Regions from separate parts of the Columba livia genome. Here region 2 is linked to region 1. A link is a contact called in public Hi-C data. All regions are on one chromosome and are shown on one strand. The core of a region is the stretch at or near the end of the contact, and the rest is flanking DNA. Distances in the headings are between cores, read along the strand shown.

What was found. Hi-C and Micro-C count contacts between places; a contact is called where the count stands out from the background.
Region 2: a Hi-C map of crop shows a contact between it and region 1, with 4 times the contacts expected there. The contact joins two enhancer-like sites. A contact is called at or near these places in 2 of 2 Hi-C or Micro-C datasets (crop and liver).

The regions. Positions count from the first base shown.
Region 1 is chr15:13,839,018-13,844,339 of bColLiv1.pat.W.v2, forward strand. All of the region lies in intron 13 of RNF216 (ring finger protein 216), which reads left to right. Among named protein-coding and RNA genes, the nearest start is that of FSCN1, 43 kb to the right of the region's middle. Within about 2 kb of position 2,709, at least 3 of the 3 cell types and tissues checked have an H3K27ac peak away from gene starts, as active enhancers do.
Region 2 is chr15:13,923,499-13,928,820 of bColLiv1.pat.W.v2, forward strand. FBXL18 (F-box and leucine rich repeat protein 18) reads left to right here. Exons shown (of 7, transcript XR_010466393.1): 4 at 678-896. Among named protein-coding and RNA genes, the nearest start is that of FBXL18, 9.0 kb to the left of the region's middle. Within about 2 kb of position 3,138, at least 1 of the 3 cell types and tissues checked has an H3K27ac peak away from gene starts, as active enhancers do.

The sequences.
Region 1 (5,322 bases), core at 1,459-3,958:
AGTGTTTTGTTCTGATTCTTAGTCAAGAATGGCAGGAGGCTAGAAGACCCTTAGAAAAAGTTTGTAAGTATTCTCCATAGTCTAGAAATTCTGCCTTACGGTAAGATGTTAAAGTTAACTCTTTATAGAGAAATGTTAAGAGATCACTTGATGAGCCTGTAAATGTGCACCTTCACAGATGTATGTAACTTCTTAAATGTAGCAGGTAATAAGATGGTGTTAAAAATCTAAAAGGCAAAGCTGGTTGAAAACTTATGCTTTGAGTTGGAGGTTTTGGATCAAGTTGGATATCTTGACTGAGAAGGAGGAAGGAAGAGGTTTTTACCCTTAGTTGTAAATGGAATTTTCTATATAGGGAATAGATGCTTTTATAGGACTCACTACTTTAATGGTGACTTTTGGCTTCATTCTGGGCTGAAGTCTGTTGCTTTAACATCATTACAATCTGCAACCCCACCATTTCAAGCTGTGATTCAGCTGGATTGTCCAGGCGAAGCCAGACTAGGTGTGAACAGCCGTGGCTGGCTGACAACCAAGGAGCTGAAGAACCACAGGACGCGGTAGCCTGGATTCAATAGGTAATGCCCTCCCGGGGATCGTGTGCTATGTTAATTAGCGCTGCCAGGGGAGAGACAACCTTGGAACATGTGCGATTCAAAGGCCACAGGACAAACTCAAGAAAAATGTATAGGGAGCCATTAGATTAAGTAACACTGATGGTGCAGAAAGTCCCTGGGCCGTGCAGAGCAGAATGCCTGCCCTATCTGTGTGTATGAATATATATATATTTATACACACACATATATATATGTACAACTGCCGTCTGTCTTCCTATGCAGGAAACACCACAGGTCTAGATGGACTGCTGGTGATACCATACTGGATCATGCTGATTTTGCTGGTGGACAAAACTAGCACTGTCTTGATATTCAGGAGTAAGAGATGTGGATGTAGCTGGCTGTAGGTAATCACTGCATCTAAAACTCTGCTTTGGGCCTGAACCCTGCAAAAACAGCCTTCATTTTGGCACACTGGTTTGTTAAACGGTTATTGTTCCAGGGTGAATATGTTGTTTCTCTGTGTATATACTGAGATAAAGGTTCTGCTTTAAACTGAGGTCCCTGGATTTCTCCTGCTACTGAACCGATGCTTGTGGATTGGGTGCATGGGAAGGTCCTGGTCTGGTTCTTCTCTGCGTGTTTCTGTTTGTGGCTCTCCACTTAGTGTTGAATACGGATGTTTATGCATATACTGAGAAAAGGCTGGTCTGGAAATAAACTCCTCTTTGCACCACTCCACCTCCCACTTCATATTTTAAGACTTTATTCTCTCATAGTAATTTTCCAAGTGGATTAGCGCAGGTCACCAAGGCATCCACCTCAGTAAAATACAGTGAGATGTTCCTGTCATCTCCTGAAACACTCCAGCACTTTACCCCATTGCTTATCAACCCACACTCCAGTAATCCTAATAGCTGTGTCATAGCAAGATTAACAGAAAATCCAAGCAAATATTTATGGTTCCCTTCAAGGTATGTATTAATCTAAAAATAGGGATTCTGCCAGGCTGAGGAAGCTGCTGCTGCTGGTTTGGGGAAGAGGCACACGGGGCAGGTGATGCTGCTGTGGTGTTAGTGGGGATGCAGGGGGCACAAGGACCGGTGTCTCAGCTGCCCTTGGTGCTACAGCAGCACCACACAGCATCTCGGTGATGAGAGTCAGGGAGAAGAAACACAAAGGCAAAGCAGAGGAGGAGCAGCTTGAGCCTGGAAGAAAGCAGCAAAAGGTGACATCAATATTGAATCATGTTGAAGATTTAGTTCCTTTTTGCCTGTGTGGCTGTGCAGGTTTCTGGAGTTTGAGTGACATGAGAAGGCTGATGAGGTACCACAGCTTCTTCCCCCAGAGTACAGCTGGTCCCAAGGGTGCCAGGCTCCAGTCTAGCTAATGATGAGGATCCTCTCCTAGTTTTAAAATCCCTGTGCTCATAAGAAGGTCTAAACTAAGATTTTTTTAATAGCAGCATCTCAACACTGACCAGAACCATGAACTCAGGAGCTCCTGTGATGGAACACCTGGTGAGGAGTGTGGTGGATGTTGCAGCTCAGCTAAATTCAGGCAGAAACTGGTCTCCAAAGGGGAGAAGCGGAAAAAGAGGAGGCTCTGTGGGTGTAGCTCAAAACTCTAGGAGATATCTGTAATGTCCTTACTGTGCCATAGTCAAAGAATGCTTTGTGCCTGGCAAGGCCATCGAAATCGCTAATGCTTATAAATATTGCCCCCTCTTTCCCACACAAGAAAAAAAGCAGAATTCCTTGTAGTTTGTGTAGGTTTAGGGAGTTTTATTCTGAAATAGCTGCAGGGTTGTGACACCAGAGGGAGCAAGTGAGCCTGAAATAGTTGCTTTCAACAAAAAGCAGCAGCGAATAATCACAGCCTTTGCAAGAGGTAAATTAAAACCATCTCCAGCCTGGGAAACATGCACAGCTCAGCATCTTTTCTCCATAAATATTTCCCTGCTGTTGAATCTTTGTAACCCCTTCGGAACCAAGCAGCTGGGCTCCCCCTGCTAGCAGCAAACTGCTTCTTCCCATGTGCTCCTGGAGCATCTGCTGGGCAGATTTTCACCCGTTGATAACTGAGCTCTGTGGCTCTGTCAGGCTTTACTGGACTGGAGGAGTCACAAAGAGATTGGGATGAAATGAGTCTGGCCTTCCTGCACGGCACTGGGCAGCCTGACATCCCTGTGGAGCAGTTTTAGTACTGGAGCAGTAGATTTAGTCATTTCCTTAGCGCCCCTCATGCATTTCTGTAGCTAAAGCAACACTTGAGCTCAGGAGGAGGTTGGTCTCATCCTTTAAACATGAGAGTTTTCCAGTCTTTGCACACACATCGGGAGCGGTCGAGTAGCTGGAGGTGGGGGTTTTCGGTGTTTGTTATTAAACCTCCCTTGCAGGCAGACGATGTTCTTTCCTGCCTTGTCTCCATGGCGTTGCATCCTTGTGGACACAGATACAGCGAGGCGTACGAGGGGTTTTGCTGCAAGGCAGCTGAGAGCGAGCTGCCATCAGAGGGCTCCAGAGCCCTGTTCTTCAGTGTGCTCCTTTGTGGAGCGATCTTCCCCTTTTTCTTCATCCGTTTGTCCAAGCTGCCTTAGCAAAACCCTCTTACACCTGCTCTGAATATTTTTTCCTTGTATTTCTCAGATTGGTTGTGAACCTGCTCTCTTCACTTTAACCAGTATAGTTGTACATGCTACAAAAAAAATGCCTTGCACTCATCAAGCTTATTTCTTTGTCTGAATAGAGAAATTTGACTTAGTAAGACTCCTTCCCTGTTGCAACCAGACCCCCGTAGCAGGAGCTGTGTCAGAGGAGGCCTGAGACCACTTTGAGGGGCATCGTTCATCTGTATGCAATGTACTGTGTGCCCGTCTGGTAACCAACACAATGAGCCTTGGCGCTGGGGTTTGGGGCAGGGGAGGGAGTTGTGTTGCCATGACAATACAAATTGCAATAAATGACTCTTTATCTAAAAGCATCACGTTTTTCAAAGGAGAGAAAGGGGGGAAAAAATGGTGTAAAATAACAGCAGTTGAAATACGGTGTGAATTCCAGCTTCAATAGATGTGGCTTACTAGAAAAATGTGGGGCTGTAGGTGTTAATTCTGGAAATGTTCTTCCCCTTGGGGTGTTGAGGGAGCGTTAAGATGATCATGCAGGAGCCAGGCAGCCTATGACTAAGTATCCAGCAAGTTTTCCATGCAAATATTTGTATGTGAGTTCCAGTACTAGCTGACTCACACCATGGGACGTACTGGGAGCGCAGGGACCGCACACTGGTCGCCGCTCCCCAGCGGGGGCACAGCAGCCAGGCTGGCACGTCAGGCGCCGTGCAGATGGCCAACTGTTTGTATTTCTGTTGTGCCTGGAGCAGATTCCTCCGAGTTATCGCTGTCTGGGGGAAAGTAAATGTCCCCTGGAAGCCAGAAGTGGTAGGGATGTATTTATAGGAAAGACAGCAAAGTCCAAGAGACTTAGTCCCGCTCTAGGGGCTTTTTAGGCATCTCCTGTTGATCCTGTTTAGGTGGAACATTTCTAATCCTGCTGTGAATCCCTGTTAGAGACCGGGTTTGTTTTAGGCAAGGCCAGTTTAAGATCTGTTTCTACTTTGATCTGGCACCTCCCCGTAAGCTTGTCTGTTTTCAACATAGATTCCAAAGACCAGGCTCTTTTTTAACCATTGTTCTCCAAAATTGTCCACAAGAAGAAACTAAACTTAGCCAGTTGCCTGTAATTCAAGATGTGTGATGATTGCACTGGTGTCGCAGCCTGTTGTGTCTTGTTAGGCACAAATAGAAATTCCAAGGAAGTGTGGGATAATTAGAAGCAATCCAGTGATTCTTGTGACTGTATAAAAATAACAGGACTTTTTGAGGATGGGTTATTTTTAGCAGCTTCATGTCAAAAAGGTTTTGCATCAGAAAACAGTAAAATGAGGTATTATACCTGGGTTGTCTTGTTTTGTCTTTTTCTCCTCTAAGTATGATCTGAGTTGAGGCTCTTGCTTCTTAAAATAAATTGGTTTTGGAAATGGTTGGGGGTAACTAACATAGCCCACTGGTTTTCATACAAGGGGAGATGAGCACCAGGTTTAGCAGTGGGACCCAGAACCAACCAAACTCTTAGTGGGTAGCGAAGATCTGATTTAAAAATAGTACGTTTTGAGCAATGCACCCAAAGAAACCTTGCAGCCTGAAACCGTCTGATGTCTATCTGATCTGTATTTAGTTTTGGTGGTTTATTGTGTCTCAGGGAGGTTAACATTTTTCTGCTTGCCTGTCCTGTAACAAGACTCTTGTGTAACACAAGGTGTTTTTCAGGCTTGTTCTGAAAAGCTGCTCTTCAAGGGAGAAGTTCCAGATTGGCAGCCAAACCCAAAAAGTTATGTTTTTATGGGTTTTATGTATAGTATATCTTCTTCCTGCAAAGTCGAGTAATGTTTGTATATTAAAAGATGGGGAAGAAGGTTGAGGGTCTCAATAGCTGCTCACTCTGGTTACCAAGGCAGAATCCAACCCACAGCACTGAACGATTTCCGAGTTGTTCCGTTGTAGTTTGTGTCACCAAAGGTTAAACTTTTGCACCTAAGCGCAGCTAAATGAAATTCAAGGTAAATACTGGGAGTGCTCTTGGGCGCTGTGCCGGTGGGACTTTGGTTGGAGAGCAATTGGTGACATTTGGGAGCTGCGCAGAGTCAAGCGGCTTGTCCTGAGGTCTGGTGTGGGATAAAGCAACATTTCCTTCGGTGTGAAGAGGAAGGA
Region 2 (5,322 bases), core at 1,888-4,387, 85 kb after region 1:
CCATGATAGAGGATCTGTCTCTTTTCTCTGGGCCGGGTGTTTAAGATGAAAGTTGGATTGATGATGGTTTTTCTTCCCATGGGAGAGCAGTAGCTTTGATCCTTTGCCATCCTCTGACCGGGGAAGGCTGGTTGTGGTCACTCTGTTGGCTCAGAGACCCAACTTCTGCATCATCACGTGTGCATTGTGAATATTTCACGCCTGCTTCTCTCTAGGCAGTAGACTGAAGATGACCAGTTTGATCTGTGTGTGGTGCACTGGAGCAGTAATTTCCTAACTCTACAGCAACGGCCTAGTGAACGTCAGGTAGCAAAATCTGAACTGTGGTTGTTGTAAGACCAGGATGGATGTGCTGGTCACGTCTAAGACCCATCTTGACCAATGTGCTTTGTGGAAAACTTGAAAACCAAAGTTACTCCCTGTGGGCGCTGGAATTCTGCAGTTTAGGGCCTTTCTTCCTATTTGTGTCCTCATCCTTCAGCACACATCGTTCAGGAGTAACAAGCGAGCCAGAAGTCTGAGCGTGCCGTGTCGCATTTGTTGTGCCGTCCTGCTGGGATGAGCAGGTAGAAGGTTGTGCTGTGTAGAAGTGCAGCTCCATGTGCCGTCTTCCCTCTTGTCTGAACGCGGCCCAAGCACGAATTGCCCGTTGACTTGTTTTTTGTTTATTCTTGCAGGCTGGAACAGCCGTACTTCTGTGCGGGCGCCCAGTTCTTCCAGGCACTGAGTCACTGCTCCTCTCTCCAGCGGCTTTGCATCGTCTCCCGGAGCGGGACTCTGCAGTCTGACGCAGTGATGTCATTCATGGCCAACTGCCTTGAGGTCATCATGTGCCACATGTTTATGGGCGAATCTCTTACCGTTTGCAAAAATCTCCAACAATCTATTGTCCGGAGGTGAGTGCGGAAAGGGGTTGATGTGGAATTTTTGGAGCTGGTGAAGATTTATCTCGATTTCCTTGCTTGCCAAGGTTTATATGGCTTGGAGCACTTGTTCCACGAAGCTAATAAGTACTGTGTAACCGCTTGGCACGTGAACTAGTCTCTTATTTTAATGAGTGAATCAGTGAAATATTTGAAGGTATTATATGAATTTTTGATTCCGTTCCCACCCATGTTCTCTGCAGTTCCATTGGCTGTGTTGGAGTCCTGGATGTAAAGCTCTGTCATAAATCAAATGACACTTTTTGCGTAAACAAAACATCTGCCGACATTTTAAGTACCGAGAGATTTGACCTTGAAGCTTTCCTCCTTTCCCACAAGTGACTAAGATAATTCTCCGTCCTCTAATCACTTGTAAATGTCACTTACTGATAATCCCCTGGCAGTGCAATTCAAAGCCTTTAAAGGGTTGTTGTGAAGGGGTTTTCTTCAGGGGGGTGTATGGGGGAGAATTGGTACCAACTGCCTTTGCATGTTTGGCAGGTCTTAAATGCATTTTGCGTGGCCCCTTGCAGTGTTCTGAGGCTCACGTGGTGGGAAACGTTTGTGTGTGAGCCGTGAACTGCATTTGAAAAGCGAGCTTTTAATTACGCTTGGCATTTTGAAATCTCCTAATAGTGGCAGTCATCTTACCAAATATTTCCCGTGCAACAGACTTACCATTATTATTTTTTTTTTCTTCCTATAAGGCTTTTTCTCCGCCTTCAGTCTGTTTGCTTTGTCACCTACTGTTGCTTTACCCTGTTAAGCTCTAATAAAAATTTCAAACCACACGGCATTATTACTGCATCCTAAAGGGTGCTCCTCCCCCCAGCCTTTCTCCGGCTTTGAGCTGACTTATTACACTTGGCTTGTTTCCGCGGATCAGATCCAGAAGAGCCTACGACTAAATTAGCTACTACCAAACTGCACACGAGACGGTTTGTTACAGCCTCTAACAGGCTCTGTGTCCTCTGGGACAGCGATTGTTGGAAACATCTGAGTAAATTCCTTGTGATGTGACAAGGATTCTTTCAGTTTGTTTTTCACAGGGCTTCATATCTGTAAAAACACTTATTGATGGATTTCACTTGTGCTTTGGGGATCCTTAGGAAGAACCGAGGATCCACTGTTCCCATTTTTCATTTTGTCTCTGAGAAGCCGCTGCAGCACTGGCCAAGATTTTACCGTCCGCTTACTGAGCAGAAATACACTGTTCTGCAGTCTTTTCTCCTTCTTTTTCTCTGTCATGGTTGGATTCTTATCACATTCTGTACCTCTTAATAATTTAAACCCTGGGATCTTTCTGAAGAGCAGCTGATGCCTTGTGGAAACGTTAAAATCTATTTTTATATTTAGCAACAGGTTCTGGCTGTCATACTATTTTTCTTCTTTTGTATTTTATTAATAGAGATGTTTGTATGGAACAGGATTTCTGAAGGTTTTGTTTTTTGTTTGTTTTTTTTTTTTTGAAGAGAGCATCTGCTCCAACTGCACGTTCTATACCTGAAGTGATAATCCTCTATGACATTGTAATTGGTGGCTCTGGAAACTATTTTGATGTCACGTAGGATTATGACTTCAGGAGGAGGATAACCACTGGGAGCAGATGCTCTCCTAAGCAACAAAGATCCCGTTCTTGTGCAACTGTCTCTAGTAATAAAACGGAAGGAACAAAATACAGAAAATGATGTGTAAGCAAAGCCTGGAGTCTTCCACAAGGCGTCAGTGAGTCTTTAACCACGTGATTTTTCCAGCGATCCCATTCTCATCCTTGAACAATTGTGCCTTCAGATGGGGTCTGGAATTGACTTTCTCTTGACTGCGTTTTGTCTGCTACTCCAAGGGCAAAGAGACGTGCAGTAAAATCCGTGTGTGAGCTGCTTCATTGCCCAAACCTGTGGATAGGGCTCTAATTCACACAGCATGGCTTCCTCTAAAAATGTGCTGCTAGTCTCTTTAATCCAAGGTTTAAATTGGAAGAGCCCGTTGGGCAGCAAGTTTGAAGATACAGATCCTTGTGCCAGAATGAAATACGGTGATTTATCCTTTTTGTTGTTGTTATCTGTTTGGAACGGGTGCAGATGCGTGTGCGTGGGTGGCGAGGAGGACGAGGATGCGAGAGCAGGGGAGGCAGAGCTGTGAGCTATTCTTTGTTCCCTCTCTTGAGCTGGGGGAATTGATCCGTATTCCTCGGTCCCGTTCAGGGTTAGAGTTTCTGGTTTAGGGCTATAGTGATGATTTTGTTTAGGCTGAGAGCAGCTGAGTGATGGCTGGTTTTGAGCAGCGAGATGGAGCCAAGGCGACTCCCATTCTTCCAATGCCTCTAAAAAGCGTAGAAATGCAAGTGGGAACTGGAAAGGCTGAGGGCTGGGCATGCACCAGTAGTTTGCTGCAGGTGGTTGAGTTGGGAGGGCTTGAAATTGGGACCAAGTGCAGTTCAGTTGTGAGTGTACGGGAGGGTTCGGATCACAGGAGAGACTGGGACTGATCTGGGGAGAACACACTGGTTTGAGCTGCTGAACAGATGGTGTTTATACAGGGTGTGGTGATGGGAACTGGGTATTAAATCTCCTGCATCAAACCGGTGCTTAAAGCCTGAACTGATTGTCAAACTCTTCCCTTTGCCTGTAAAATAAGGATAGTATTATGTATTTCTGTTTTACTGGCTCAAAAAGTGAGTTGTTCTTATTTATGTCAGTCTTGTGACAGCTATAAACCAGCCCCTGTGGTGTCCAGCTTTCTTGTGGGCAGTTTTCTGGTTGAAGTTTGCTGCTATTTGGGACAATTTAGTTTACGTATTTAAGTCGTTAAAAGCCTTTGATTCAGTTCTGCCTCCTTGGCAAGGAAACACGGTGAGCAGAACAGCACTCGTCTGGAGCCCTCATCAGCAAACAAGAGGCTTGCAAGGGCAAGATCTCCTCTGAGCTTTAGAAAAGACTGTTTCCCTCTGGGCAGATAAATCATTGCAGTGTTTTTCTTTATTCTTTGTTTTTCCTTCTGTGTGTATGGCAGGGGTAATCTCCTTTATGGTTCGGGGAGATACTCTGTGCACATAAGGAGGACACAGTGGTTCGAGCGGGAGATGTGGCTTGAGTGGCTTCCCTGATCTTCCTCAGATTTCATGTGACAGTGGTCTGGCCTCAGTTTCTCCGTAAAACGACGTATTTTTTTCCTGTCACATGGTGCTCAGCTGCTGCCAAACTCCAGATAGCAGCGGATCTAACAAACACGATGTTTTCCTTTTACGCTTGCACCCTGACTTTGCCAAAGTGCTTAGTTCCAAGCATCTGTTGTTTTCGTTTAAATAACTCCTCTCTTAAAACCACTGCGGTGGTTATTCCAGAAACACTAAAATACCACAGTTAGTGGACTGACGGTTGTAGGTTCAAGTCTGACCCCAGACCTGTTGCTGGGCAAAGAGGCTGCTTTGTACAGAATGGGAATTTTCTTCTCCCTTTTGGGTTGGGTTGCTGTGATTCTTTCTAAACGCCTGCAAAGAGCCCTGTGTCCAAAGGCCGGGAAGGGGCACAGGGTTTTTTTACTTCCAGCGGCTTTCTCCAAGGATTTCCACACTGTTATTTTGTGAAGTAGTCAGTAGATGGAGCTGTGACCTATGGAAGGTGTCCCTCTTCTTAGTGCCGTGTTGAATGCTAAATAATCGTATTTATATGCCTGTATTTCTCTGCCCCAGAAGTCTTGCGGGCAAGGAATTTGGATGACTTCAGGATTGCACAGCTCCGTGGCGTGGTTAGCGGGCACTTCGCAAATGTGCAGAAGGAGTTGCTTTCCTGGTGAAGCTTCCCGGGAGAAAACAAGCTGGAAGAAGGGATAGGAAATGCTTTGGCAAATATCCCCTTGGCCTCAAGGACAGATTTTATTTTCCAGTGTGTTCCTTTAGAATTTTGTCGGTTTTAGGAGCTAGCTAAACACTTAAGCTATTATTGTAATGATTCCAAGGACTCTGCACCATCAGACAATACAAGCCTGTGAAAAGTCCTTGAAAAAACACCTTGGTAAAGATCAAGAAGGCAATGGTAAAAAACAAACCAAACCAACAACAACAAAACACCAACAAAAAAACCCCAAACCTCAAAGCAAAACAAAAAAAAATTCTGAGAGTGCAGTGTCATTGGAGATTCTTCATATACAGGGGGAAAGTGTCAAGGCATAGAGGCGGTGAGTTGTGATTTATAGAAATGAAATCCAAGTTAAGCTGTGGTAGAGAGTGTGGTTGGGAAGGGAAAGATCGTGGTGCAGCTGAAGTGTGTTTTGGGGAGCTGGGCTGTCATCTCGGGGGTCTGACAGCTCTCGGGAGGAGGTGCAGAGGGCTGGGGCTGGCTGGGTCCTGCTGCAGCATCCCCCAGAGCTGGGAGGTCGTCAGTCCTCACTCAAGCTCTTT